Linked DNA regions of Rattus norvegicus: region 1 is linked to region 2. Evidence: chromatin contacts called from public Hi-C data. All regions are on one chromosome and are shown on one strand. Each heading gives the region's core, a stretch centred on a gene start, on an enhancer-like site or on the middle of the called end of the contact. The rest is flanking DNA. Distances are from core to core; before and after follow the strand shown.

Region 1 (5,344 bases), core at 285-2,784, 140 kb before region 2:
GAAGTGACTTTCACGTAATATATCACTCCTAGGATTTGAAGGAAGGTCACCCTTCTCGCAGGTCAGAACTTAACTCGTTCCTATCCATGGCTCTGCATAGTCAGTTAAGTATCACGCTGTGTTGTCTATTTCCGAAGTGCACTTTAAACCAGTCCCTTTTTCCCATTCTACTGCCGTTCTTTTCACTGCAGCTCTTGTTTCTGGCCTAGTACATTCTATGGCCTGTGGGCCAGGCCCACCCAACTGAGTCCAACTCTACAGTTGTCGGTACATCCTTTACAGACACGGAGCCACCCTGTTACTACCTGGAGGAGAGAGGATTTTTTTTTTTTTTTAAATGCAGGGGGTTGATGAGATGGCTGGGGGGTGGGGGTGGGGAGGCAGGTAACGGAACTTGCAGCTAAACCTGATGACCCAAGTTGGATTCTCAGGACCTACATTGTGGGAGGAGAGAACAAGTTGTCCTCTGGCAGACACATGCATTCAATGGCACTTGCAAATATGAGTAATCAGTGTAAAAAAAATGCAGTCAGTACATAGACACCTGTATCTTTACGTTAATGTTAACAACAACAAAAGTCAACTAAAAAATGTTGGCACACACCGCTAGTCCTAGAGCTTGGGAGGCCGAGGCAGGAAGATCTCTGTGAGTTCAATGTGAGTTCAAGGCCAGCCTGGTCTACATAGCAAGTTCCCAAAAAGCCAAGAGGACATTAATGATACTTTCTCAAAACAAAACAATCAAAATGCTCTCTCTATCCCCAAGAATACAACGTAACTCATCCAAAAACCTAAAAAAAAAAAAAAATACGTGATCAATTAGGATGGGATTTGGAAGAGTTGGTGACTGAGAAAGAGCTGTAAAAAAGGAGACAGAAACAAGCAGTTTCCAAAAAGAAAAAAGAAAATAGTCATGGTGTTCTCGTAAGTGCAAGTCCTCTGGCCACTTAAAAGTTGGAGAGGAGGGAAAACATTGCTAGACTAGGATTAAACATCTCCCACGTAAAAAGAGAACTAATCACACGAAGATAATTTTTCCCTGATCCTCAGGTACCCTGGCAATAACAGCATCTACAACTTAAGACAAACTACCTCGAGGGACAGGGACTCACCAAAGACATTCAAAACTACACAGCAGTTTCTAACTTGGCATCTGATCCGCCCATTCGTCTCTTATTAGCATGGTTCAAGGGAGCGTGCAAAGCTCAGACACCTATCTGTCCTCGGAACCTCCTATATTCCACTGCCCTACAGACAACAGACCAGCGTGGGGGACAAAGTCCTAGTCACTTGCGATTAGTGGGAAAGGTTCACAACTAGAGACTGGTTTCCATTCCGCCCTGTCCGGCACGCCTGCTCCCAGTCGCTGGCTGATGATTGCAGCAGCTGTGACAGGGCGAGAATGACCCTGACGAACAGCAGGGCACTCGAGGAGGTGCTCTGGCGCAGGAATCACGCTCCTCCCATAAGCAAACCTCCGGGATCTTCCAGGCCGCTCTTTCTCAGGCCCTCGAAATTTATTAGGCTTCCGGACACCACTCTAAGATCCGACCACTTCTTAAGAGAGATCTGAAATCCGCTGGCCATGAGCGGCCCGAGCAGCTGGAGGCGGGCAGCCACTGTGATGCTGGCCGCGGGCTGGAGTCACGCGAGCCCCGCCGGCTTCCGGCTGCTGCTTCTCCAGCGAGCGCAAAACCAGCGCTTTATGCCCGGCGCGCACGTCTTCCCCGGTGGCGTGCTGGACGCGGCCGACAGCTCGCCTGACTGGGTAAGTCTGTTCGCACCTCGGCACACGCCACCGCGTTTCGGCCTAGGCCCTGAGCCGCCTCGGCAACCCTCCTTTCCCGGGCTGTTTCACGGCGACGCGGACGGCGCGGCGCTGCCAGATGACGTAGCGCTACGCATCTGTGCTATCCGCGAGACCTTCGAGGAGGCAGGGGTGCTGCTGTTGAGGCCGCGGGACTCTGCAAGGGCTTCTCAAGAGCCCAGCATCGCTCTGTCTCCTCCGGCCGGCCTGGCGGACTGGCGCTCGCGCGTGCGCAGTGACCCACGCTGCTTCCTCCAGCTGTGTGCGCATCTGGACTGCACACCGGACATCTGGGCGCTGCATGACTGGGGCGGCTGGCTCACGCCGTATGGGCGAAGCAGCCGCCGCTTCGACACCACCTTCCTCCTGTGCTGCCTGCGCGAGACCCCGCGCGTGGAGCCCGACTTGGCTGAGGTGGTGGGCTACAAGGTAGGAGTCGCGGGACCCGCCCCCCCCCCCCCCCCGGGGATGAACTGAGCCTTATCCCAGACCAAAAGCTTGACCTTGCTCAAGGACTCTTAAACCCCACCCGGTTGTCTAAGCAGGGGCTCAGCAGTGCTCCTAGCTACCTGTTTTGGACACTTCACAATTCGCTTCATGTCCTAAGTCATTTTTTTTAATTTTTTTTTATTTATTCATTTATTATATATAAGTACACTGTAGCTGTCTTCAGATACACCAGAAGAGGGCATCAGATCTCTTTACAGATGGTTGTGAGCCACCATGTGGTTGCTGGGAATTGAACTCATGACCTCTGGAAGAGCAGTCGGGTGCTCTTAACCGCTGAGCCATCTCTCCAGCCCCATGTCCTAAGTCATTTTAATTCGGGTTTCTAGAACTCATTATAGGATTACAGTCCCATTAACGTTCTTCTTCCTTCTTCAACTCTTCCTATTTCTCTGTTCCCATCTCCCTCAAATTTCACTCCCTCTCTCCTTTCCTTCCCCATCTTTCTCCCTTTTCTAACCCCTTTCTGTCTCTCTGTCTCTGTCTGTCTGTCTGTTTCTCTGTGTGTGTCAGTCTGTATCTCTGTCTCCCTTTTTTTGTGTCCCTTGCACCAGGCAGTTACACTTCAGGCCTAGAACCCGAGGCCTTGAGTGTGCCACTGCTTCAAGTTCATCTTTATTCAGAATATTTTCAACTGTCCTTTGTTTTCCTTTTGTAAAATAAACAAAATGACTTATTCTAAATTTCGTGTCCACGTGTGAGTAGATGCGCATGTGTGCAGGTGCCCACTGATGCCAGAAGTGTCTAATCGCCTGGAGCTGGAGTTAAGGAAGGTTGTGAGCCACCTTGAATGGGTACTGGGGACTGGACTCAGGTCTTCTGCAGGTTAGTTCCTCTCCAGATCTCAGTTGAGCCACAGCTCTTGCTCCCTTCCCTTTTTCTTTTAACTGTAGTTACGCATATGCTGAACTGCTTGGCCTCCCACAGGGCTTGGATGCCTTCCTTGTTCACTTGTTTCAACCTTTTTCTTTCAGTACTCCAATTAAGTAAACTCGATGGCTGTTTTTTGTTTTGTTGTGTTTGGTTTTGTTTTATTTTTTAGAGACAGGGTTACTCTCTGTAGCCCTGGCTGTCCTGGAACTGACTCTGTAGACTATTGCTGACCTTGAACTCAGAGTTCTGGTCGCCTCTGTCTCCTAAGTGCTATGATTAAAGGCATGTGCCACCACACCTAGCTCAATTGTTTTTTTAAGTTAGCACATTTCTTATGAGCTATCAAAAGTAAATAGTAGCTCACTCTCTCTCTGACTCTCTTCCACTCTTCCGCTCCTCTGCTCTCCCCCACCCCCTCTCTCTCTCTTCCTCCCTTCCTCTCCTGGCTTGACACGATAACCTGTGTGTGTGTGTGTGTGTGTGTGTGTGTGTGTGTGTGTGTGTGTGTGTGTTTCTTTCATCCCGTAGGCTTTCGCCCGATTCTCGGTACCGTGTCGGTGCTGGCACCGACAGTCCCCCCAAATAAAACAGACAATAGGGTTCTAATTGTAATCCACAGCAACCCCAGCACACGGAACATTCTCCAGAACAACATGTCACCAGATGACAACTGGATCAAGGAAGGACTCGAAAAGGAAATTTAAACATTTCTAGAATCGAGCAGGAGAAATGACTCAAAAAAAAAGTAGTATTTCTGGAAGCATTATAGATGCCTGTAACTTCAGTTCTGGAGAACCTGACGCCCTCTTCTGGTGCACAGATGTCTAAGCAGGCAAAACACAAGAATAAAAAGTAACTAAATATAAAACTAAATGTCCCCTTTTTGTTTTATCATTTTAGGGTTAATGGGATTGCTGAGAGCAGGAGATAGGAAAGAGTCAGGCAGTGTGATAGCTTTGTCAGTTTGCCACGACCTAGACTTCCAGGAGCCTCTTGGTGCAGATGCCCAGAGACCTTCCATAATGTAGGATGCAGACTCACAAATGCCTCTTTCATCTACCCTTTCCTTTGGAGTACTGTACAAAGCTGGATGTGCTTGCCCAGACATTCTCTAGAGCTACTCCGCTATTCCCTCCACCAGGTGACCACTTATAGAGTGGCTCCCTCCCTTTATCCACCTCATGTCCCTCCTGCTAGCACCCTGCTGAGATCTGTAGCTTTGCTCTCTTAAACTATAGTAAAATTTATTTATTTATTTAACTTATATGAGTACACTGCAGCTGTCTTCAGACACACCAGAAGAGAGCATTGGATCCCATTACGGATGGTTGTGAGCCACCGTGTGGTTGCTGGGAATGGAACCCAGGACCTCTGGAAGAACAGTCAGTGCTCTTAACTGCTGAGCCATCTCTCCAGCCCTAATTTCATCTTTTAACAAAAGGTTTTATTGTATGCATGTGCATGTGTTTTAGTTATGGTCCACCTTTCCCTGGGCTTGACATGCCCTGACGTTTTTGAGTGCATGTTAGCATTGTTTTTAGGACGTTGGATGCTGCGTTTTGTCCTATTCCTTTAAATCATATTGCACTTTTCCCGGAAGGCACTTACATTATTGGAGATGGACTTTATCCTTTTGAGGCATGTTTTAAATACTTTGCAGGTGGGTCTATAGTAGCTTTTATCCTGGAGTTCGTTTAGCTGCAGTTGCATTATGTGGCCCTTCTCTGGTCAGTTGAGTGGAAGAGCTCCTTACATTCAAATAAGACTTTCCCTCTGTTGTGAGTACACTGTGAGGAAAAACTGGAAAGCATCTTGGCTCTGGGTACGCATGGAGAATTTAGCCAGCAGCCTCCCAGGTGGTTGCTCTTTCCTCAGACATCATCATGCACCGGTATGTAGAACTGTGGAGTTCCGTTCTGGGTAGACCGTTTCAGGCACACGGCTCTGCAGATGCTACCCTGTGTGAGCCTGCTCTAGTCAGTAAGACTCCCGGATGCTGTTAGGTTCCCCCACTGCTCTGCCTGGGATTGACCTTAAGCAGAAAGGTGGGCCCACTTCATTCTGTTATGTATTTACTTACTTATAGTTAGGCATTTTTGGTGTCTAGAAATAGAATTTTTTTTTTTTCCGGAGCTGGGGACCGAACCCAGGGCCTTG
Region 2 (4,901 bases), core at 171-2,670:
CTCCTGCAATTGATTCAAAAGATTAAACCCTGTCCTGGGGTTTGAGAGCTCACAGAAATATGCCACAGTATGAGCCGACACCTGGGCATGTTCTAGTGACACAGCAAATGTTGGCACGTGCAGTGGACGGGGGACAGAGCAGCAATGATGCCCGAGTGATGGACACATCAGCTACTGCATGCAGTAATGATTGATATCCACACAAAGGCAGAGGGGACGGTCTTGTGCATGATACTCAGGTGAGATGGGTCAAATGGCCAGTTTTGCTCCTACACTGAAGTACCCAATCCCTACACCCAAATAATTGCTCTGTAATCCATAAGACATTTTTGGATGCTGGAAGGTCCCGTTTTTACTTTGAAACCTTTCATTCATCAGTAGCAGCTTCTTATGGAAGCCACACTTACAAGTCCCAGCATTCCTGAGGCTGAGTGAGTCCAGGACTTGATGTCAAGTCTAAACAACATTGTGAGACTCGGATCTCCAAGGAAGCTAAAGGGCAAGAGAGGTGTCTCGATGGTCAGGAGCACTGACGGCTCTGCTAGAGGACCTGGGTTTGAGTCCTAGCACCCACATGGCAGCTCCCAGCCCTCTGTAGCTCTATTTCCAGGGCACCTGATGCGCTCTTCTGGTCTCCAAGAACATCAGGCACTCACATGGTGTGCAGCAAAATAGCCACACACATTTTAAAAGATTTTTAAAATAAATAAGTAAATGAATGAATAAGTAAATAAACAAACCAACAACGACAAAACCCCAGGTACAGTGCAGCTGGCCTAGAACCTCGGCATGTGTGAAACTGAGGCAGGAGGCACTCGGCTGCTGGCCAGTCTGGACTACCAGTGAGGCTATTAAAAAATCATAATAATAGTGTTTTGCTGTTATCTCTGAAAGACAGAAAGGAAGTGGATCCAGGTTTGGGGTAGGGGGGTAAATAAAATAAAGTACTAAATATTAAGAATAAGCCAGGAAGGGGTTGGGGATTTAGTTGAGTGGTAGAGCACTTGCCTAGCAAGCGCAAGGCCCTGGGTTCGGTCCTCAGCTCCGAAAAAAAGAAAAAGAAAAAAAAAAAAAAAGAATAAGCCAGGAAAAAAAACCCCCACTTATTAATGGCTTTGAAATAGTGTCTTAAAACTACATAAACGTACCCCAGCCTCACTTTCTCCAGGAAAAAAACCCTTATTTATTTGGGGCACTGTAAAACCTGTATCAGTTCAACTTTCAAAATTGAAAACTGCTACGGAATGAGCTCAAAGACCTTAGCTGTTGCCCCATTAAATGTTTACTGCCCCAACACAGTACAGCAGAGGGCAGAAAACCAGGTGTCAGAAGAGACAAAGGTGGGTGGAGCCACGGGGAGCCTGGGTGGCCAGGCCCAGAGAGCAGAGGCTGTGCTCACTATGAGCAGGCTGGGCGGGCTGCAGAGACAGGGTAGCACTGCAAACAGCACAGGAGAGGAGAGGCTTCACTGAGCAGCCTCAGCCCAGCCTTCCTGCTCCCAAGCCATCTAGTGGTGACTGCCTCACACTGCCTCAGACCGAACGGGAAGCAAATGAGCTCCCATTTGAGAACCTAGTTTGAAATTATTTATTTATTTACTCATTTATTTTTCCTCTTGTTTGCAATGCTTACAGACTGAACTCAGGGCCTTGGTTGGGAGCAAAGTGCTCTACCACTGAGCCCAGAGCCATATTTTAAAATTTTTGTATTCTTTTCGGTTGTTTTTGAGACAGGGATCACTGACCCAGAACTCCCTATGTAGACCAGGCTGGCCTCCACCCACAGAAGTCTTCCTGCTTCTGCCTGTGTGCTGGGATTAAAGGTTGCACTACCACACCTGGGGCCCCCCACCCCCTCAATTAATCATCATCAAAATATCCATCTAAAGCTTGGTGCAGTGGAGCAGGCCTGCAGGCCAAGCACGTGGGAAGATGAAGGACTTCAGGGTTCATGGTTAGTTTAGAGCTACACTGAGACTTGTCTCCAAAAGCTGGGGTTAGGGGTTCAGTGGTAAAGCAGTTGCCCAGCACAACCGAGTCCCTGGGCTCCTTCCTCAGTACTTCAAAACTACTAAGGTTGTATCTTACTCATGGCTTAGAGGTTCTCCCTTTCTAAAATTTTTATAAACTGCAGGGCGGTGGTGGCAGGTGCCTTTAACCCCAGCACTCAGGGGCAGAGGCAGATGGACCTCTGAGTTCGAGGCCAGCCTGGTCTACAGAGTGAGAGTGGTCTAGGAGAGCCAGGGCTACACAGAGAAATCCTGTCTTGAAAAAACAAAAACAAAAAACAAAACAAAAAAATAAAACAAAAAATCTGTACACTTTACTATTTGAAAACCCTGCAAAACTGTGTAAAATCAAGACACACCAAAATTAACATGTGAATGCATGGAGTGGTTTTTCTTGTTCTAATTCCGTCCTGGTGTTTTCGGTTGTGGTTGGTGGATAACTGCATGAAATACGTTGGATACAGAAAATGTAAATTTCAATGCGACACTCCAAGCTTCTGTCCTGAATGCCTGCTCTCATGGCACCCAGCGAGGTTCACTGAGCTGTGTAAAGCTTGGGTAAAGTAGTAATTTTTTTTGGTTCTTTTTTTCGGAGCTGGGGACCGAACCCAGGGCCTTGCGCTTCCTAGGCAAGTGCTCTACCACTGAGCTAAATCCCCAACCCCAAAGTAGTAATTTTTTAAAAACAAAGTGCTGTCTGGTAATGTCATGAAGTCTGATCCTATTATGTTGTAAATTAGCAAACGCCACTTGCCATTCCTCGATGGTGACGGGGCTTCTCTTAGTTAACTCTTGGTGCAAGCCTTCATTTTCCCTCACCACTTCTTGGACTCGCAGTCTAAAGGTTTTCATTTCCTCCTGAAATAAGAAGCATGGAGATTGTCACGCCCACACAGTGCCAGCCACACCCACAGTGTTAGCTGTGAAGTGCTGCTCAGTGGTCAGAGGACAGAGGCTGCTCTAGCCTCTCCCCGCACGTCCTTAGGAGCGCTGTTTCCTGAGAGAACATCCAAGTCACTCCAGTGTCACTGTGCATTGGGACAAAGAACTTTGGATTTTAAGTAGTCAACTACTAATGATGTCACTTTACTAGAAGTGCCAAATACTTGAAAAATTTAAAGGAAGGTTAAATAAATCAAAGCACCAGAGACTGGAAAGTTTTCTTTGTTTAGACCTTAGAGGGCAAATTGAAAGGGTTTTGTTGTTGTTTGTTTTATTTTTTTTTCCCCTTCAAAACAGGGTTTCTCTGTGTGATCCTGACTGTCCTGTAACTTGTTCCTTAAGTAAATTGGAGTTTTATGTTAAAAAGTATTTTAGGTCCTTTGGTCCTAGACACTGTGGGTCTGTGAGTGGGTCAAGGTATTAGTGCAGGAGTTTTCTAACCTTATCTGTGCACAGCACACACACACACACACACACACACCCCACACACCCGCTCAGTTCCATCAGCCTGGTCAGCCAGACACCCTGAGATATGCAGCTTGGCAGGTATGGGCTCCTGACCTGGGACTCCTTCTGGTGTCCCAGCTGGCACTTGGTGTCTTGTGCAGACTTTGGGTGTCCACACTTCTTCAGGAATGCACTGAAATGGCCTCTTGTTTACTGATCACAGTGCTGGGATGAGCTGAGGGCTGTGTGCATGCTAGGCAGGAGTTACCCCCCAGACGTTTATCTCTTAGGGCAGCATGCCTGCATCTCCCCTCCTCTCCTCACTGCAGTACACATTCATCTGCAGTCTACATGGCTGTTTGCTTGCTTGCCTGTTTATAACTGGCTTGTCGTGCTGAAGCCATTGGAATAGCGGTTTGTCTTTATTGAGTTTTACTGGAACACAGTCCCACCCATCACTGGCACGCCATCTAGGGCTGCTTACCCTACAACAGCAGACTGAGCATCTGTGGACAGAAACTACCTGGCCCGCAAAGTCTGAAATGTTTATCAACAGGTCCTTATAGGAAATGTGGGATGTTCCTGATTTTAAAAGAGCACCCAAAAGGAAATTTTATTATTGATTTTTGATTAGTGAATTCAAGATAATTTATGCTGTTAAAAATCCAAAGTCCAGATGACTAGAGAGATGGCTCAGAGATTGAGAGCACCGGCTGCTCTTCCAGAGGTTCTGAGTTCAATTTCCAGCACCCACATGGTGGCTCACAACCATCTGTAATGAGATCTAGTGCATTCTTCAGGTGTGCAGGCATACATGCAGGCAGAACACTGCATACATAATAATAAATGTTTAAAAAAATCCAATGTCTAATAATACATCTTCATGGGACGGAGCAGGTAATGGGATGCATGACTGAAGATGGGCTTGTGGGACTTTTTAAGGACCGGGTCCCACTCAGGACCCCTTAAAGACCAATCTTCTCTCCCTGGGTCCTTCCAATACAGAGACCTACTTGGCCCTATGTCAGAAGTGAATGTGAGGCATAGAAGGGCCCTGGATGTAGATGATGCCCAGGCCTGGTCCATTGACAGTTGAATGTCGCCATTCTCAAGAAACAGATGAACACACAGAAATGCACGAATTCTTGTTTCTAATACTGCCAACAACCTGATCACGATACACCACTGGGTTAGGGCTTCCTGGGATTCATAAATGCCCTGAGTATGATCTCCCCTTGCCCTGAGGGAGTTAGGGATGATATTCCACCCACTGTTTTTCCTCTGCCTCCCAAGAGCTCCACTAAGGTAGGGCTGCCTCTCCCAAACCACTGCTTCACAAAGCAACCACACCCTGTAGACCCCTCCTCCCAGCACCGCCCGCCTATCATGCTCTGCCAAACACGCCTTCCTTCCTCCCTTACTTCTCTCCCTCTTTTCCTCCCTGGTCCCAGCTTGCCCCTCCTTCCTTCAACAACATTAGGCGCATTTACCTCTGGGTTGTTTC

The links. A called contact is a pair of places that touch in the nucleus more often than the background predicts.
Region 1: a Hi-C map of kidney shows a contact between it and region 2, with 2.4 times the contacts expected there. The contact joins the promoter of Nudt19 here to the enhancer-like site in region 2. A contact is called at or near these places in 4 of 12 Hi-C or Micro-C datasets (the Rat2 cell line, kidney and liver).

The regions. Positions count from the first base shown.
Region 1 is chr1:97,359,159-97,364,502 of GRCr8, reverse strand. It overlaps Nudt19 (nudix hydrolase 19), which reads left to right and starts at 1,534. Exons shown (of 3, transcript NM_001004258.1): 1 at 1,534-2,236. The coding sequence starts at 1,586.
Region 2 is chr1:97,217,745-97,222,645 of GRCr8, reverse strand. Cep89 (centrosomal protein 89) reads right to left here. Exons shown (of 19, transcript NM_001394861.1): 12 at 2,763-2,866; 13 at 1-3. Among named protein-coding and RNA genes, the nearest start is that of Cep89, 25 kb to the right of the region's middle. Within about 2 kb of position 1,420, at least 15 of the 93 cell types and tissues checked have an H3K27ac peak or open chromatin away from gene starts, as enhancers often do. A contact at or near this core is called in kidney and liver, where this site is marked.